Regions from separate parts of the Rattus norvegicus genome. Here region 1 is linked to region 2. A link is a contact called in public Hi-C data. All regions are on one chromosome and are shown on one strand. The core of a region is the stretch at or near the end of the contact, and the rest is flanking DNA. Distances in the headings are between cores, read along the strand shown. Region 1 holds the start of Eif4enif1 (eukaryotic translation initiation factor 4E nuclear import factor 1). Region 2 holds the start of LOC100361879 (ATP synthase subunit epsilon, mitochondrial-like).

Region 1 (4,665 bases), core at 78-2,577, 190 kb after region 2:
TTACTTTTGTTGCCAAAGCTCACAAAAATAAAGGAAAGTAGTATCCCAAGTAAAATAAATGATGTTCAAATGCCATACTGTTCACCATGGCTTTCAACTCCGGGTCTCAAACTCCGAAAAATTAAGATTACGGGCTTAGGCCAACACGTTCAGCCTCTCTGTTCTTTAAAGGAAACAAAACAAAACAAAACTGTCTCCCTCCCTCCATGACAAATATCAATTCCAGGCAGTCCCACCGTGCTCGGCATACTCCTACAGACCTGTTCACAAGTAACTTTCCCAGAGCGGCAGTTCTTGGGAAACTTATTCACTTATATGCGTATCTGTATTCTCCATCAACTTGAGTTTCGGCACTCGGGCAAAGGCTAAGATGACTGGCCAGGCCATCTCATTTCCCTCAGATACTTAACTCTTCCTTTCTCGTGCAATGTAAGGCAAAATTCAGATTATCACTGAAAGTTACTTTATTAGTCAATTTCCTTCACGTGGGATCAAAAATAATTATGACAAACTTGTTTATTAATGCGCCAGCCCTTGTGGCGAATGCTCTTCATAGTAATTTCAGGGACAATTTTAGTAGACAAATAAAGAGGGAAAAGCCAGGGCGTTCAGAACTTTACCCTAGATCACACTAATAGTAAACAAACAGATCAAGGCTGTGATCTCCTAACTGACCCCTGCTGCTAACGCCCCAGGAGTGGCCCAGCCCGGTGTCCGCCAGCAACTGTACAGCACAGACCCACCCAGACCACCCCACTCGCGCCGGCGTGGCGCGGGTCGAGGACAGCGCGCTGCTGGCTCCGCCCCTCATGACGCGTGGGAACGCGGCGCCCTTCCTTGAGTTGCCCATAGCGGCTGCCTGTGAATTCAGGTGCCGGCTCCCACAACTCCCGTCATGATCACGTTCCCGTAGCCGCCGTGCTCGTCTGGCTATTGTACCTTTGCCTTCCGGCCCACGGAGAACCCAGCGCGGCGGATCGCGACGCCCAGCGCGGCTTTTCCGGCAGGCATCGCCGCGGACAGCCCAGGTCCTGCGCATAGCGAGGGCGGTGCCTGGGCCCCGCGGTGCGCGACGGGGGTTATTAGTGGGAGGGGTCGGAGAGCTACGCCGGAGGGCCGGGCCGCGGTTACGGCGGCTGAGGAGAGCCAGCCCGAGCGGGAGGGGGGTGGGGGCGCAAGCGCAGGCCGCGGGCAGCGACGCCGGGCCTGGAGCGGGCGCGGGGTACGCGGCGGCCGAGGCGCGGGGCCGCCCGGCGGCGGGCGCTCCGAGCAAGGGTACGGCAAGCGCGGGGCCCCGGCCTGCGTGCGAGGACGGCGCGCTGCCCCGGGAGCGCGGGCGGCAGGCGCGCGCGGGGGGCGGCAGAGGCGCGAGGCGCGCGGGCGGCCGGCGGGCAGCAGGCGGGCCTGCGCCGGCTCTAGGCGGCCGACCTGTGGACTTGGTCCCTGCTCCCTGCGGCCCGCCTCCCTGCGTGAGTACAGTCCCTGCCCTTCTTCCGGAGGAGCCTCCAGTCTGGGGCCTGGGTGAGGGGCCAGAGGTTGGTTTAAGGAGAGGAGTTTCTCAGAGGCGGCCCGCACTGGCCCTCCGTCGCCGCGGACGCCCCTCACATGGCCACAGGTGTGGCCGGCTTAGAGAGGTGCGCTCGGACCGGTTCCCTAGCCCCTTACACTGGGGTAATAAGGGGCAGCTGGTGCCATCCATTGACAAGTGACAGGCACTTTCTAGCAGCCGACTTCCCGGATCGGCAGCCCAACCAGTCCTACCTCTACTCTACTCCGGGAAACTTCACCACCACCACCGCCAGCCCGATTCTCGTGGGTGGCAGCGACTATTTTGGTTTCCTTTTGTATTAAGGATAATTAAAGGTTGTACCCTGAGTTGGGCCTCTTCCACTTCTGCTTTCTTTATGCTATGGATACTCTGAATACTAAAAGTGGTTCTCTTTCCAATTTAGTTCTGGTTCATCCCATAGTTTCGGGATGGTTTTTTTTACAAAACTAGATCTTACCCCCTCAGAGTTCCAGTTTTATAAGCAGCAAAGGGCTTCAGAATATTTATTGTTCTGTTTGACAGTTTTGTGCTTAATTTTATCTTCCAGGTGCAAAAAAATTGTACACCAAGAAGCCATGGAGAAGAGAAGTGTGGATGAAACAGAAAATGGAGATGCTTTCCTTGACCTGAAGAAGCTGCCCACCTCCAAATCCCCCCACCGCTATACGAAAGTAAGTTTTGTTTCAAATGAAGTAATAATGTGTAGCTATTTCATTGGAATCATTTAAAGTGGTAGTTTTTCTCTGACTCACTGGGGACTAAGTAAGTCTTGTAAAGCATCCGTTTGGTCAGTTTTCTGGAAGTGTGACTACTGGGTTTAAAATGTAGGTTTTAGGTGAAAGGCTATTGTCTCAGACCCTATGTGAAATTTGTAGATAAGTACTTGTTTGCACCCAGATGGTCTGTAACAGTTGGCTGATTGGGTGGCAGGGACCAGGTGAGGACTCCGGTTCTGGGATGTTTCACAGAATCAGTGTCTTTTGTATGGATGCTTTCTTGGAAGTCCAGTTCCCTAGAAGAGGAGTCTGACTGGAGTAATTGGATTTTAACCTTTAGTTGTTTTTTTTTTTTCTTCTTATAAATTGGATATAAGTTCACAAAAGCAAGCCTTCAGTCATCTTTCATTGCTGAAGATTACATAGTGATTTTAACCTACCGTTTTTTGGAGATATGTTTTTTATGCGGTACCCTCTTGCTTCAGCCTGGGTGTGAATTTAGAGGTTCATATAGCTGCTTTTCTTTTTTTTTTTTTTCCCCGGAGCTGGGGACCGAACCCAGGGCCTTGCGCTTCCTAGGCAAGCGCTCTACCACCGAGCTAAATCCCCAACCCTTCATATAGCTGCTTTTAAACTGATTGTCATATAGATACTGAAGATACTGCATCTGTGTCATATTGACTGCTGAGTGTTTCTGAACAGATTAACAAGTTGCAGTGAACTGTGAATTGGTTTCTAGCTCTCTCAAATGTCTTGGGATAGAGATAGGGGAAGCCGTGGAGCTGCAGGTGGGATTATGCTTCAGTTGAGCCCATGCCTGTATATCCTCTGAGTGGACACTCTCATGGACTTCAGCAGGGCCTCTTGCCCCTGGCCTCCTAGGACACCCACTAAAGCTCGGCCTCGTTTGTGTACTGCCTTTACTTTTCCCTAGTTGGTGTAAAGTGTCAGATGGTGTCAGGTAGCCATTTTCAGAATTAGAGAGAGAGAGAGAGAGAGAATGAATGGTTACTTAAATGCACGAATAGGTATGCCTGGGAGGGAATTGTTAAGTACAACATGAGTTCTTGACTGAGTGCTTTCCTATCACGGTCTGTTCTGTTGGGATAGGATGTTAGTTGTCAGCATCTCCCTACATCGCCCTAGCTGTCCTGGAATTCACTAATGTAGACCAGGCTGGCTTTCAACACACAGAAATCATCTGCCTCATTGCTGAGATGAACATTCCCCAAAAAGCTTTTGAACTATGTATTCAGGCTTTGCCTTCCAAATGTAGCTGCTCTCGTGCTTGAAAAGAGCTCCACAACTTAAACTCATTCCCTAAAACGTTGGCAGGTGAACCCTGAATGTATCAGATGAAGGGAATGGCTTTGAACTATTTGCAAGCTTTTTTGATTTCAAATTTCCTAGCTCTTGTTTGGCTTTTTTTGAAGGAGTCTCATGTAGCTCAAGCTGGCCTTGAACTCTTCATCTTCTTGTATTCTAAGCTACCAAGTGTTTTGCTAGAATAAACTTTACAAATGTAAAGCACTTGGTGCTTGTACAGTGGTACAAGTTCCATCAGCTCCAAGCACTTTTTGAATTAAATTTCTGATTGATGTTCAAAAGGAAGAGAACAAGAAAGATTAGTATTGTTCTTTTTTTTCCTGTGTAGTGCACACTGAATTCAAACTCATGATCTTCCTGCATTAGCCTTGGGAATGCTGGGGTTTTAAGCATGAGCCACTACACACAGACCAGTATTATTCAATTTGACAGTAAAGCCACAGAGTTCTGTCATAATTAAATGTACTTTAAAGATCTGGTTAAGAAAAGCATGTTTAGCTGAGATAGTAGTGCATACCTGTAATTCTGGCACCTGAGAAGATGAAGCAGGAGGATTACCATGACGTTACAGTCAGATTGGAATACTAGCAGCAGCCCCATCTTGAATAAGAAGAAAGAAACCAGGTACAGTGGCACACACTCTTGATCCCAGCATTTGGATGGCAGAGGCAGCAGCCAAGCAGATCCATGAGTTCTCGGACAGTCTGGTCTACAAGGCGAGTTCCAGGACAGCCAGGGCTACACAGAGAAACCCTGCCTCAAAAACAAAACAAACAAAAAAACTAGTGGTAGTGGTATATGCCTTTAATCCCCCCCCCCCAAAAAAAAATAAGAAAGAAAAGAAAAAAGGAAAACAAATTTTAAGCTTAATTATTGAGGTTAGAGTTTTACGTGGAAATAGGATTGCTTCTTCTTGAAGCACATTTATTAGTAGTAATGTTAGGATAGTGTTCAGGCAGTGTTAGGGTAGAATTCTCAACATTCTGGTAATTTCATTGAGAGCAACCTGTCTGTCTTTGAAGAAAACTTGTGTGATTCTGTGTTGTCAGCACAGTAATGAGTATTAGTTCTACA
Region 2 (4,425 bases), core at 1,197-3,696:
GGCCAGTTTCATAAATAGAGGGTTTCAACCCCCTATGGGATTGATGTGACTAAACACGAGAACCGAAACAATTTGACAAAAGGCTTCTAAACATGTGAGTACCAAATTAATTCCAAACCAACACACAAAGAATCCAAGGTGCTTCTGACAGAAATTCCATACACTGTCACTCAATTTCACGGGCCAGCTGGTCTAGCCTAAATTAAAAAGCCCCAGGTCCCACTGAGGAACTGTCTCAAAAACAAGGGTGACGAAAACGAAATAAATGAATAAAAATGTAAGGTAACTAGATATGATGGGATATGTCATTAATCTCAGTATTTATAGGCAAAACTAATCTCTGTAAGACAGAGGAGCTCTGTAAGTTCAAGGCCAGCCTAGTCAGCATTGCAAACCAGTAAAGGCTACAGAGTAAGAGCCTGTCCAAAAAAAAAAAAAAAAGTTAATGGCTCCAGAAGAACAATACTAAAGATTGGCACTTATCTTTCATGGGCATACACACACATGTGCAAGAGCATCCACATAACACAGATGTACACATGTACATAAATATTAAATGAAATATTAAGTTAAGAAGACTCATTGAGGTCTGGAGGTATTGCTCCTTGATAGAGTTCTTGCTCAAAGGGACAAAGCATGGGTTTTTTTATCCAGATCCATGTAGAACCATGTGGGAGCGCATACCTGAAATCCCAGCACTTGGGTATGAAGAAAGGAAGGTCAGTAATTCAAGATCATCCTCCCGTACATACTGAGTTCAAGGCCAGTATGAGCTATAAGACTCTGTCTCAAAAAATAAAACCATCTCACTGTGTCAATAATTCTAGTTCTGAAATAAACAATTAAAAAAAAAGTCATATAGACCTTTTCTAGTATACATGACCTGGCACTACACAAAAAAGAAAAAAAAAAACAAACAAAAACAAACAAACAAAAACAGGAGGAAAATTAACTCAGGTGTGGTAGAGTATTTCCAGGCAGGAGGATAATGGGTTCAAAGACAGCTTGGGCTGTACAGTGAGTTTCAAATGAGCATTGGATACATGGTAAAACCTGGATTCAAAAAACAACCAAACAAAATCTGAATGCAATGCTTTCCAAAAAGATCCTGTGCTCTCATTGCCAGCCATTCCCGCCTGCTGATCTTGCCCCACTCATTTACCTGTCCAGCCTCAATTGTGATATGGGTAATTTTTAAGGCACATCACATCAGCCAATTTACACAATCCCCAAAGATCAATCAATACTGACCACTGCCCCCAAAGCCCTTCTTGTGGATGACAAGTTTGTAGACCTTTGTGGTTCTCATTTTGTCTTGTGGTTTCTTCAGCTGTTCCGATCTTGGAGCAGGGAAGTCATCTTGCCTTCCTGCTACTGAAACACAAACAGAAACAGCGAGAATGTCAGGCTTCCTAAAATTGCTCTTTAATTTTAGGCCTTGAAGGTACTGGTTGTTGTTCAGCTGAGAGGTGTGCCAACCCTTGCATTATATCACTCCTCCAATTACCAAGAGAGAAAAACAAATAGAAGTGTGCTTTAAAAATTAAAGGGAACTTGGGCTAAGATCTAGTCAATCCTCTAAAGCTATTTTCTCTACCGCATACTTAAAAGGGAGGCTTGTGGTGAGAGGGGCACTACCTTGTTTTTGTCTGCATCAGGAACACCAAAATAGTACAGGGATATTCGAAGAGGTTAGTCCATCACCTCTGTAGAGAAACGTCAAAACAAGGGACTCGCCCAAGGTCACTCGAACTGTTAAGCACTCCCATGATTCACGTTCCACTAACAATGTCCTGGGAAAGAGAGAACTGAGGATAGCTGGGGTTTCTTTGCCGAACCTCTGTGTGTACCAACTCTCAGCGGACCGTCCTGCCTCCATTTCACCGCTGCGGTCGCAGAAACTCGGTGAGAGAAAAGACTGATCCAAGGTCACACGGGGGCTGCAGGAAGAGTCGGGCCTCGAACCTGGCTCAGGGACCCTTCCTTCAAGCCCCTCAAGTCTCAGCCCGAGGCTGGCACACCACTCGCCCCCACTTCCAGAGCTCCTCCCCGCCTCAGGCCGGGCCCAAGGCCAGATCCTGGACAGATATCCAGGACCTCTTCAAGATATCCCACCTGAGCCCCCACAGTTCGCGCAGCTTCCGCACCAGAGCTCTAGGAGCCAGACAGACAGCACCGCCGAACAGCGCTCACCTGAGCCCGCGCCGCTCCGGAGGCTCCGCCCCGAGTCCCCGCCCCTCGCCGGTCCCGGCTCAGCCGGCCTGGACGCTCTAGCCCAGCCTCCGCCTCGTCTCGGTGACCGCGCCACTTCCTCCTCCGGAGCTGGGGGGTGGGGGTGGAGGCTGGGGGCGTGGCGTCGAGTCTATCTTCAAACTCAATTCCCGTTGGCGTTTCCCGCCACCGTCCATGGTGCTTCCCGCTTTGCAAGAGAAATTTGAAAATAGAGCCACAGCCAAGACCTTCGTTTCAGAGAGTGATTTCATAACAGGAGAAGCTTGAGAGAGTCGACTCTTAATCTGGCCGAGCTGTTTCCATGTGTTTGACGAAGTTATTAACTCAGCCTGGTCCAGAGGGCTAAAAGTGTGTTTGTTGGCTCATCCTCCTAATCCAGGTTCTCTGGAGACAAGAGTGCTGAACATTCCCTAGAGTTCTTGGACTATGTAACAAGAAAACGGGGTGTGTGTAACTCGGAGCGAATTGCTAACTTACTGTAAACTGTTAAGTATAATTAAGAAATACAAGTTAATGCTAAGTACAAATGTAATGTACAAAGACAAGCTTGAAAGGAGAGACCAATTTATATTTCCCATTATATACTCTTTTGTTGTCAAAGTTAAACCTAAGGTACATAACTCAAAACAAGTTTAGATTAAACTTAAAATCTGTTTGATAAAAAAGCAATATCCGTTCCTGCTGCCGGGCCGGGCTCAGGCTACTCTGAAGCGACCCAGCAGTTCTGCCTGACACGCCCCGCTCGAGACACCATGGTGGCTTACTGGCAACAGGCTGGACTCAGCTACATCCGGTTCTCCCAGATCTGTGCAAAAGCAGTGAGGGATGCCCTGAAGACCGAGTTCAAAGCGAACGCTGAGAAGACTTCGGGCAGCAGCATAAAAACAGTGAAAGTGAAGAAGCCTGACTGAAGCCTGAAGTGCTGAGTCTTCCAGGTGAACCATGTGGGCACCTGTTCCGGCAGATGGAGATCAGCCGTACCTCCTGGAGACAGACGACCCATCTTGTTGATGAATTGGCCATGTCAATAAATTAACACAGTTCACTCTCGGCTGGAAAAAAACAAAACAAAATTCAAAACATTGAATGCCTGAGTAAAATGGGTTAAATCTATAATAGGCTTCCATGGCAGAAGGCCCAGTAGTTTCCTTAGAGGGAGCATAAATCATCCAACCAGAGTAAGTTGCATGTTAGCCTCATTACAGAATAAGGGTTCATGGGAAGTAGGACCTGCTAGAGGCCTGTCCTGCTCCCACTATGTAGGCCAAAACAATCCAATAAAACCAAAGATGAATTACGGGTTGGGGATTTAGCTCAGTGGTAGAGCGCTTGCCTAGCAAGCACAAGGCCCTGGGTTCGGTCCCCAGCTCCGGAAAAAAAAAAAAAAAAAACAACCACCTTCTCCTTATCCAAAGATGAATTACTCCTCAGGCGATGCAGGTGTGTGTGTGTGTGTGTGTGTGTGTGTGTGTGTGTGTGTAGGGGCGGGGGTGTAGATTCTCTTGTCCATTGGAGAATCTCAGAGTCTGCACCCACATCCTAAATGTCTTAAAGAACAGAGAGACAAATAGCAAAGAACAGAGAGACAAATAGCAATTACACTCCGCCCTCAATGTCTCCCAAACTGACATATGAGGATGCTGTCAAGGTGGGGACCCGTGACTGATAATAAGACCTTCATGCTAGTGCAGTCGGCCACACTCTACTCTGGCATTCAATTCTTTCTCTTAGCAAAAGCTACTTTCAGGGGCTGGAGAGATGACTCAGTGGTTAAGAGCACTGACTGCTCTTCCAGAGGTCCTGAGTTCAATTCCCAGCAACCACATGGTGGCTCACAACCATCTGTAATGGGATTTGATGCCCTCTTTTGGTGTGTTTGAAGACAGCCACAGCGTACTTATAATAGATAGATAAATAAATAAATAAATAAATAAATAAATAAATCTTAAAAAAAAAAAGATGTGATGGTGTGGAGGTAGCATTGCTCTTGAAGCAAGGCTCAAATCCCGCCCTTAACAGCAGACACTGTTAAACTATAGAGTACTTCAACATCCAAGGAGTCAAACTGGTTCTGAAGAACGTTAAGCTGATCTGAGCTACTGAGACGGAGGGGATAAATTGATCCAAGAAAGACTTCTTTTATTATCGTCTTTTGTATTTCGAGACTAAGAGTTTCTCTGTGTAGCTCTGGCT

What was found. Hi-C and Micro-C count contacts between places; a contact is called where the count stands out from the background.
Region 1: a Hi-C map of liver shows a contact between it and region 2, with 1.9 times the contacts expected there. The contact joins the promoter of Eif4enif1 here to the promoter of LOC100361879 in region 2. A contact is called at or near these places in 2 of 12 Hi-C or Micro-C datasets (both in liver) and 1 of 1 datasets of contacts at active chromatin or transcription factors (oligodendrocytes).

What each region holds. Positions count from the first base shown.
Region 1 is chr14:82,279,421-82,284,085 of GRCr8, forward strand. It overlaps Eif4enif1 (eukaryotic translation initiation factor 4E nuclear import factor 1), which reads left to right and starts at 1,328. Exons shown (of 19, transcript NM_001107230.1): 1 at 1,328-1,469; 2 at 2,097-2,220. The coding sequence starts at 2,125.
Region 2 is chr14:82,085,063-82,089,487 of GRCr8, forward strand. LOC100361879 (ATP synthase subunit epsilon, mitochondrial-like) reads left to right here and starts at 2,447. Exons shown (of 1, transcript XM_039092535.2): 1 at 2,447-3,305. The coding sequence starts at 2,985. The coding sequence ends at 3,143. Depdc5 (DEP domain containing 5, GATOR1 subcomplex subunit) reads right to left here and starts at 2,184. Exons shown (of 42, transcript NM_001107229.1): 1 at 2,116-2,184; 2 at 1,252-1,374.